Linked DNA regions of Hordeum vulgare: region 1 is linked to region 2. Evidence: chromatin contacts called from public Hi-C data. All regions are on one chromosome and are shown on one strand. Each heading gives the region's core, a stretch centred on a gene start, on an enhancer-like site or on the middle of the called end of the contact. The rest is flanking DNA. Distances are from core to core; before and after follow the strand shown. Region 1 holds the start of LOC123444039 (CTD small phosphatase-like protein 2). Region 2 has its middle 200 kb from the start of LOC123440071.

Region 1 (3,822 bases), core at 182-2,681, 540 kb before region 2:
CAGCAGATTTGGTATCTGCTTCCCTCCCTAATCCCCGTTGTCGCATTAGTGATCATACGATATAGGAGAGTAAAATCCGATATTAGGGGCAACACGTCCCCATGTCTCAAATCGTTAAACTGATTTTCATCTCGGAGCGCATCCTGCACCGTCCTATTTTTTGTTTTGAGTGTTTGTAGAGCAAAGGAAAGACGACCGCTAGTGTGGGAGGCCCTATATCAACGTTTGAACCGGAAGGACGTCGCTAATGTCTACAAGACACGGGCATTCACTCTTTTCCTCAACTTCGCTGGTGGCTAGACAAGTCAACGAACGTGTTCGGTTTTGGACGTACGTTGCTAGTTCTAAAATCCCATAATCCTATAAGGAGTTTTCCTACCAGTGACAAAAAGAATAAAACTATTGAATTTTTAGTTAGCTTGAGACACTCTTACGGGCTGCTGGCGGATTAAAGGGAGCCGTGGCGTAGATTTCTGTCAGCTCCTCGAGGTACCGAGGTTAGGCTTTCTCGTACGTACACGACGACAAGATTTGGTGTAAGATTTTTCACATCGGTTCAACGTTTTAACGGGGACAACTTCTCGACTGTCATCGACGAGGCATGCTCCGGTACAAGAACGACGGCAATAACACGTCAGCGGCCCGTTGAGTGGTTCATAGGTCTTGTAAATTTTTGTATTATGTTTATAAAGGTGTTTTTATATACTTCTCATGAATGTTCATAATAATCTGGATTTTTTTCAAGAATTTTTTTTTGACATCAGTTGAATATATTGAGGACATAACATAGCACTCACAGCCCATTCAGTCGTGGGCGTTTTTCACGACGGGGCGGGAAACATTCGGAATGGCGGGGCGGGTGCGCGCGCGTGAGCGTGCGAGTGCGACAGGCCGCAGCGCACCGCCTATCTTTTCCTCGACGGTGAGGCGACGGGCGAGAAGAAGGATGACTCAGATCGCAGTCACCCGGGCACCCAACGGCTGGGATCCCGCCTCTGCGGCCCCGGCCCTCCATCCGCACCGTCCGTGTGCCCTCCCGGCTTTGACCCTTGCTCACCAACCCCGACACGCAACCCTCCCTATGACATGTCGGCCCTGACAAGCCCACACCAAGCCGCAAGCCCCTCCTCTCACACCGCCGTAATCCCACCCGCACATCTCACCGCAGCCCCTCCGTCACTGACACCCCGAACCAGCATCGCCCTGGCCCCGCGCGTCATCCACCTGAAGAAAAAGCCTCGCGGGTGGCGAGCCGCGGCGCGTACGAAGGCGATCGAGTCGGGGGGCTCGACACGGCCGGCCACAGCTGTCTCTGGCGGCATGACAAGTGGGCCCGGACCGCGCGCGCGGCCCACCGGCCAGCGAGCCGGTCGAAGACGAGTGGAGACGGGCTATACCAAATCGGAGACCGAGCCCTCATAATTCTCCTCTCCCCTCTTGTGATTCCGGTGCGTCTTCCCCTCCTCTCTGCCTGCCTGCGCGCACCGGTCTCCCCCCCCCCCCCCCCTCCTCTCTTCCTCCGTCCGCCTCCGCCTCCGGGAGAGGCCGAGAGAGAGGGAGAGAGGGAGGACGCGCCGGAGCTACCCGCGCCAGCATCGCCTCGGTAAGCTCCGCGGAATTCCTCTCCTGGATTCGCCCCGGCGCGGTTAGGGATGGATGTTTAGCGGCTGGCAGTAGCTCTGCTCGATTCGGTAGGAATTCGTCTTCGTATAGCGTGCTGGGGGCTCGTCTCGAGTTTTCGGCTCGCGGACGCCGCGGGGGTTGATTCCCGCGCCCTCTCCTGGCCGGGGGGTTTGGGTTTTGGTCGATTTTTCGGGAAGTAAGTTGGGGAATTTGAAGCGCCCGGTCCTAAATCCGACTAGAAACACGCGAGATTTTGATTCTTCCGCACTCGCTAGAGTACGATAGTTGGCGATGCTTGTCTGGAAACCCTTCCACCTTCCTTCTGGTTGGGGATTTCTATTTTTTCTTCCGTCGGGTTGGACTCTGCTGCTTTGCTTTCGCTACCTTGGCACTAGTTCTTTCTGCCGGAATCGCACCCAGCTTGCAATTTCTAGCTAAATCTCTAATTCCACTCGACAGTTTGTCGGGTTCTAATGCACGGCGGCGATCTGAGTGTTTTCAAGTCACTACTTGTAGGGTTTGCTTGTTGTAATTTCAGTTTTTTCAGCTGTTCTTTGGTTACCCCCTTCAATTGGAGTAGTGGGAACATCCCTCCAGTCAAAGAAATAATTTTATGGAAATATTTCCCTCCGTCTAAATTTACTTGTTCTTCTCCTTTTGGGTTTGGGTTCTCGTTTTAGTTTACGCCATCTTACCTTGTTGTTGCTTAACCTAGATGTTTTGCTGCCTTTGTAGATCCGTGTTGTACTCCTTGACCGACTATGGCTTTTATCAATTCAAAGTCAGATTCATTCCAAGCCTTCCGTCTAAAACATAACTTAGGTATTGGATGCCCTTTGTTATTTTGCTAGAGCCTTTTTCCGTCGACCTAGCTCCAAAAGTAATTCTTTTGCTGTAGTATATGTTGGCAACACAGATGATTTTGTCCTGAAATCTCTTATTCTCATGCATCCTTTTTTCTTACCTTTGATGCTTCTCAACATTAGTAATTAATACTAGAACACAAGTACGTTACACTTCTAGGTTTATGTGTTTGCTTGTGCAAACTGTGTGAGACAGCAACTCAGAGGCAGGACTTTTGGGGTTCTGGTTATGTTATCAATCCTGTCCACAATTGGCACAAGCAATGTTGCACAATGCTGAAGGTTTTATGGTGTGGGAAAAATTGCAATGTGCATTAGCCTTTTGGTATTCTCGTATTGTTTGTACTGAAGATTGTGACAAAAATTGGAAGCACAGGATGCTTTTTATGTTAAATCTGTTTGTTGCGCACATATTGTTGGCATTGCTCTATTTGTATGTACTAGGAGGGTAAGTAAAGGAGAATTGGAGTGGTACACAATATTAGCTCACCAGAGGACACTGTGCCATGTCTGTGCTGCTTGGGTCACTAACATGCTGTCAGATGAATACTATTGCTGCACATGCATTACTTGAATACTTCCAAGTAACATCAGACCTACGCGCCATCTTAGTATAGTCACTGATGAGGTCTGTTTGCTTTAGGTGTGTATATGTCACAGAAGCTCGATGACTCTTTTTTCTTACTTTATTCTGCAAAATACCATGGGTTTAGGTTTTTGTTTAATATCAGTACACATTATACACTTCGTAGTCCATGCTGAATAAGGAAGGCAGAAGTGTTCTTTCCCCTTTTTCCCAAGTAACCCGACAGGGTAGGTAAAAATGTTGGCACGGCATGTATTCATTAAACTATTATGGTTTTGTTTCCTTGTATATCTCTGAATGTTGGGCCTCAGTGTTTTCTTCCTTCTTTAAAGTCGTATTTTGTAACTTCTGTAATGGATGTGCAGACAGTTTTGGCAGTCTGAACTGCTGATCAAGATGCCAGCACTGAGAATGAAGAGGAAGTTTGATGATGACATTTTCGGGAGTGAGTTTGACATCAAATCCATGAAATCGGTGAAAATCTCGCCTTCCCAAGTTGATGAGTTCGAGCAGGCATTTGTGTTAAACTCGTCTTACAAGGACCCTCAGGATGGTAAGTGACTGCATGGTTGCTCTTTCAAGAGAAGAGGTGACTGCATGTGCATGGAATATAGGTGTCTTGTTCTCTTATGACTAAAATATATTGAACGTAGATATTTCCCTATGTTTCAAATAAGAAACCTTCCAAGTTAGCTCCAATGTCCATTATTGGTTCTCTATGCTGGTGATAAATGTGTACCCTTGACTGGA
Region 2 (3,850 bases), core at 381-2,880:
GTGTGGGCAACCCATGCCGTGATGCAGACTACAACTTCTTCTATGCCTCCTCAACTATTGTCGTGGGCAGTGGCGCGTGCACTCCCTTTTCGGACTCTCCATGGGTCACAACCACAAACCCATGGACATGGCCTCTCTCGTCTACGCGACATCAACAAGGAAGAATTGGAAGGTGCGGGAAGCACTAAAGGATGATGCTTGGGTTAAAAAGATCCAGATGTCGTCCAGCTTCTCCATAGAACACTTCAGGCAATTCCTCGAGCCTTGGGCCACCTTCCGGGATTTCCACGTGCAAGAGGATATTGAAGACGGCATTGTTTGGAAGCATTCTGCTAGTGGCCTCTACACAGTGGAGTCCGCCTATAAAGCGTAATTTCTTGGCCTCATTCGCTCTCCCTTGGAGCATGCAGTGTGGGAAATCTCGGTTCCACCCAAGTTAATGTTCTTTGCTTGGCTGGCCATCCAAAATAGAGTCTGGAGCTCGGATCAAATGGCCAAGTGTGGTTGGTCAAACTATGGCACGTGCCGCTTATGCATTCGTGAGAATGAATCGGTTGACCATCTCTTCTTCAAACGTCGGTTCACCATTCGATTATGGGGCTTGATCAAGGTGTGGTTGCAACTCATTCACGTTGATACCTCCACTTGGCCCTTGAGGCATTCCACCTTAGATTGGTGGCTTGGGTAGACTCGCACTTCCGTCCCCAGCTAGAAGGCCATGGCCTTGCTCACCATGCTCATCACGTGGGCGATCTGGAACGAAAGAAACACACGCGTCTTCCGCAACAAGGCCGCTCCACCTACGGTTATTTTCGACAACATCAAAAGCGAGGCATCATTTTGGGTCGCCGCCACAGCTAGAAAACTAGGGTCCATCATGCTAGGAGAGTGATTCTTTCTTGTATTTTATGGGGGTGTTTGGAACACAAACTCTATTCTCTCTTAATTGATATACGTGGCAAATCTTTTGCCTGTTTTTTCTTAAAAGTTCATGTTGAACCGGCATTTATATTAATTCGTGATGGATGGATCGACACACCAACAATAAAGTCTTCGGTCAACTGATGAAATACATCGCGTCAACATGGAAGCATTAGCCGATGTGGTACTCCCTTTGTTTTAAAATAAATGTCTTAAACTTAATACAATTTTGTACTAGAGCTAATACAAAGTTAAGACAATTATTTTGAAACAAACGGAGTACATCAATACATGTTCATGTTCTTATGTCCATTTCAGTCTTGCCAAACTTTGCTAACTTCTCTTTCTCTACTCGTATCTCGTCCATTCTGGGAACACATCTTCCTATTTCATCTTTAGTACAAGTAAGCAACACGGTGGTAATCGAATTTCTTCAAAATCTGGTACCAATTCTTCATTCCAACAAGCCCTTGGTTACTGTCAATCATGACGATTTTGTTTGAAGAGGTATTCATCCTTACAGTCCAAGCATGCAATTTTGCTGTCGACCATGCATGATTTGTGTGGTGATTGCTCGGAAGTACTCGCTACTTATGAGAAAGGGATGTGAATAATGAGAAACAAGCGGCACACGTGTATAGCCGTATAGAGGTCACTAGTCAGCGTAATTAGGATGACAACAACGTGTAGGAAACTTATGCGGGCAGCGCATCACGGCATAGACCACACATGAAATTACCCTTGCTCGACTCGAGGCCGTGTGCCACACTGGTCGTCCGTCTCGCCTCAATGATGAGACCAATAATAATGGAAACGATTTATCGAAAGCAAATCAACGGATACGGTTGCCACGTACGTAGCCCATAACCATCCCATCCGCGTACGCTTTGCAATCCAATTGCAAAGCGTGCTTGCTTTTACATACGCGCGACGTGTAATCTTGTCTGCCACATGCGTGCACTTCATTCTCGAGAATTTTCTTTTCTTTTCTTGGTTGCTTGGTGAAGGAGTTCATCCACGCCGGTGGATTGTTGGCCTAACATGCAACCACCGTGTGGAGGAAGCAAAGCAGGGCCGAAGATTAAGATTTACAAGTAAAAACAGTTTGCTTTTGATCAGGCAAAGAGAAACGAAAAAGGAAATGGCAACTCCTAGCTAGATTGGGTGGGTTAGGGCTCAAAAGATCCCCTCAAATTCTTCTCAAATCTTACCTCCTGAAATATGAGAAATTAAAATAAAATGTATGGAGCTAAGCTATCCCTCATATTTAACTCTTTAATACCCAATATATAAAGGTAAATCTTCGTATATATAAAGGTAAATCTTCTTTTTTATATGTGCTATGTGATACAACGGATTTTTGGTGCACGAAGCAATGGACCACTCTATTTTGAACTCCTCAAAAAAGGTGCTTAAAAGATTTAAATAATAATAAATCTTTTACATGAATACGCATGCATGTGGTCTAAGATTATTCATAGTGGAGAGTATCATATAGTGTTATCATATATATTATAATATTGTATGATATTACCTTCATAGTGCATAACATCATAAAGTAGTACTCCCACCATCACGGTTTAGAAGGCGTGCATGGAAATTCTCTAAAACCTAGGTGATTATTAATTGGCTGTGAAATGAGTTAAAAAATAGCATTCACACTATGCATGCATATAAAATTAGTACAATTGAGTACTAATTAGAAGATATGAGTAAATGCAATACGCCTTAAACTTTGTCTATTGTGGAAATGCACGTAAATTTAATTGTGCCTTCTAAACCGTGACGGAGGTAGTATTATAGATGATCTCATTTATTGACATGCATGACACATATTAGCATAGCATTTAACATGATACGATATCTATCTATGTTACTCTAATCCTCTTTTTTAATTATTTATTACATCAGCATGTTTGCTAGTCTCAAGGATATGGTACTAGCTATGATACCCCCACTATATGGCCAGCCTAAGTATTTGTGAAATTCCGTTTAATGATACGTTGTATTGTGTATCACACAAAACATATGAAATTTTTGCCCAAAAACAACAAAACACAAGCCGTAAAATTGTATGTATTTTGTTTTTTTATCTTTGACATGCAAGCATGTATATTGCTGAAATGTGGGCTTATTATACTGCACTGCTATACTTGTATGCGCACAAAAATTTGGATTTTTTCAAGCTGTAATTGTTTTTAACTTAAGAAAAAACAGGCACAATGTGTGTGTGCCGATGTTTCAGTTTCCTTCTACTTGATCCCCTCTTGAATGGTATACTACTTAATCATCCTGTGGTATACATGAATAGATTTGAGCGGAGCTTCACACTTGTCGACGAGGAGTCCAAACACAAGAGTACACCTACACCATTTGTGATAGAGGCATGGAAATGAAGACGGAAGAAAAGCGTGAAGAAGATGAAAGGTTGCTTCAACGGCCGGACATCCTACCCTTGGTCCACGCATATGACCCCTAGACAAGTGCGTGGATATCCGGAACCCGACTGTAAATCCTACCAAAGCAACAGGAGCTTCGACCAGCCAACCCGGACGTCTCGACTACTCCCAGACATTTGGCCCTACGACAACGACCTGGACATCCGGCCCACTTCCTGCGAGCAGCTATTGGGCACACGCCATATCATTCCTTTATGATCCTGACCCTTTCGCCCCTAGCACTATAAATACCCCATCCCCTCCTACTTTCTAGGGTTAGAAAAGTAAGCTTAAAGATATTGAGATAGCTTTGCTCCTTGTACCTCCTCCTAGAGATCAAGACCTCCTAAGGGACAATGATCTCTCTAGATTATCATGGCCTCCTAAGGTAGAATGATCTCATCATAAATCACCCAGACCTCCTAAGGGAGAAAGATTCCCCAAGTGAATCACCAATCCCCCCTTGTCTTAGGACCTGGGAAGAACCCTAT

The links. A called contact is a pair of places that touch in the nucleus more often than the background predicts.
Region 1: a contact with region 2 is called in a Hi-C map of leaf, with 2.3 times the contacts expected there. The contact joins the promoter of LOC123444039 here to the enhancer-like site in region 2. A contact is called at or near these places in 2 of 6 Hi-C or Micro-C datasets (leaf and seedling).

Annotation. Positions count from the first base shown.
Region 1 is chr3H:416,352,399-416,356,220 of MorexV3_pseudomolecules_assembly, reverse strand. LOC123444039 (CTD small phosphatase-like protein 2) reads left to right here and starts at 1,431. Exons shown (of 8, transcript XM_045120640.1): 1 at 1,431-1,603; 2 at 2,359-2,445; 3 at 3,438-3,625. The coding sequence starts at 3,469.
Region 2 is chr3H:415,815,826-415,819,675 of MorexV3_pseudomolecules_assembly, reverse strand. No RefSeq gene overlaps it. Among protein-coding and RNA genes, the nearest start is that of LOC123440071, 200 kb to the right of the region's middle. Within about 2 kb of position 1,630, at least 1 of the 3 cell types and tissues checked has open chromatin away from gene starts, as enhancers often do. A contact at or near this core is called in leaf, where this site is marked.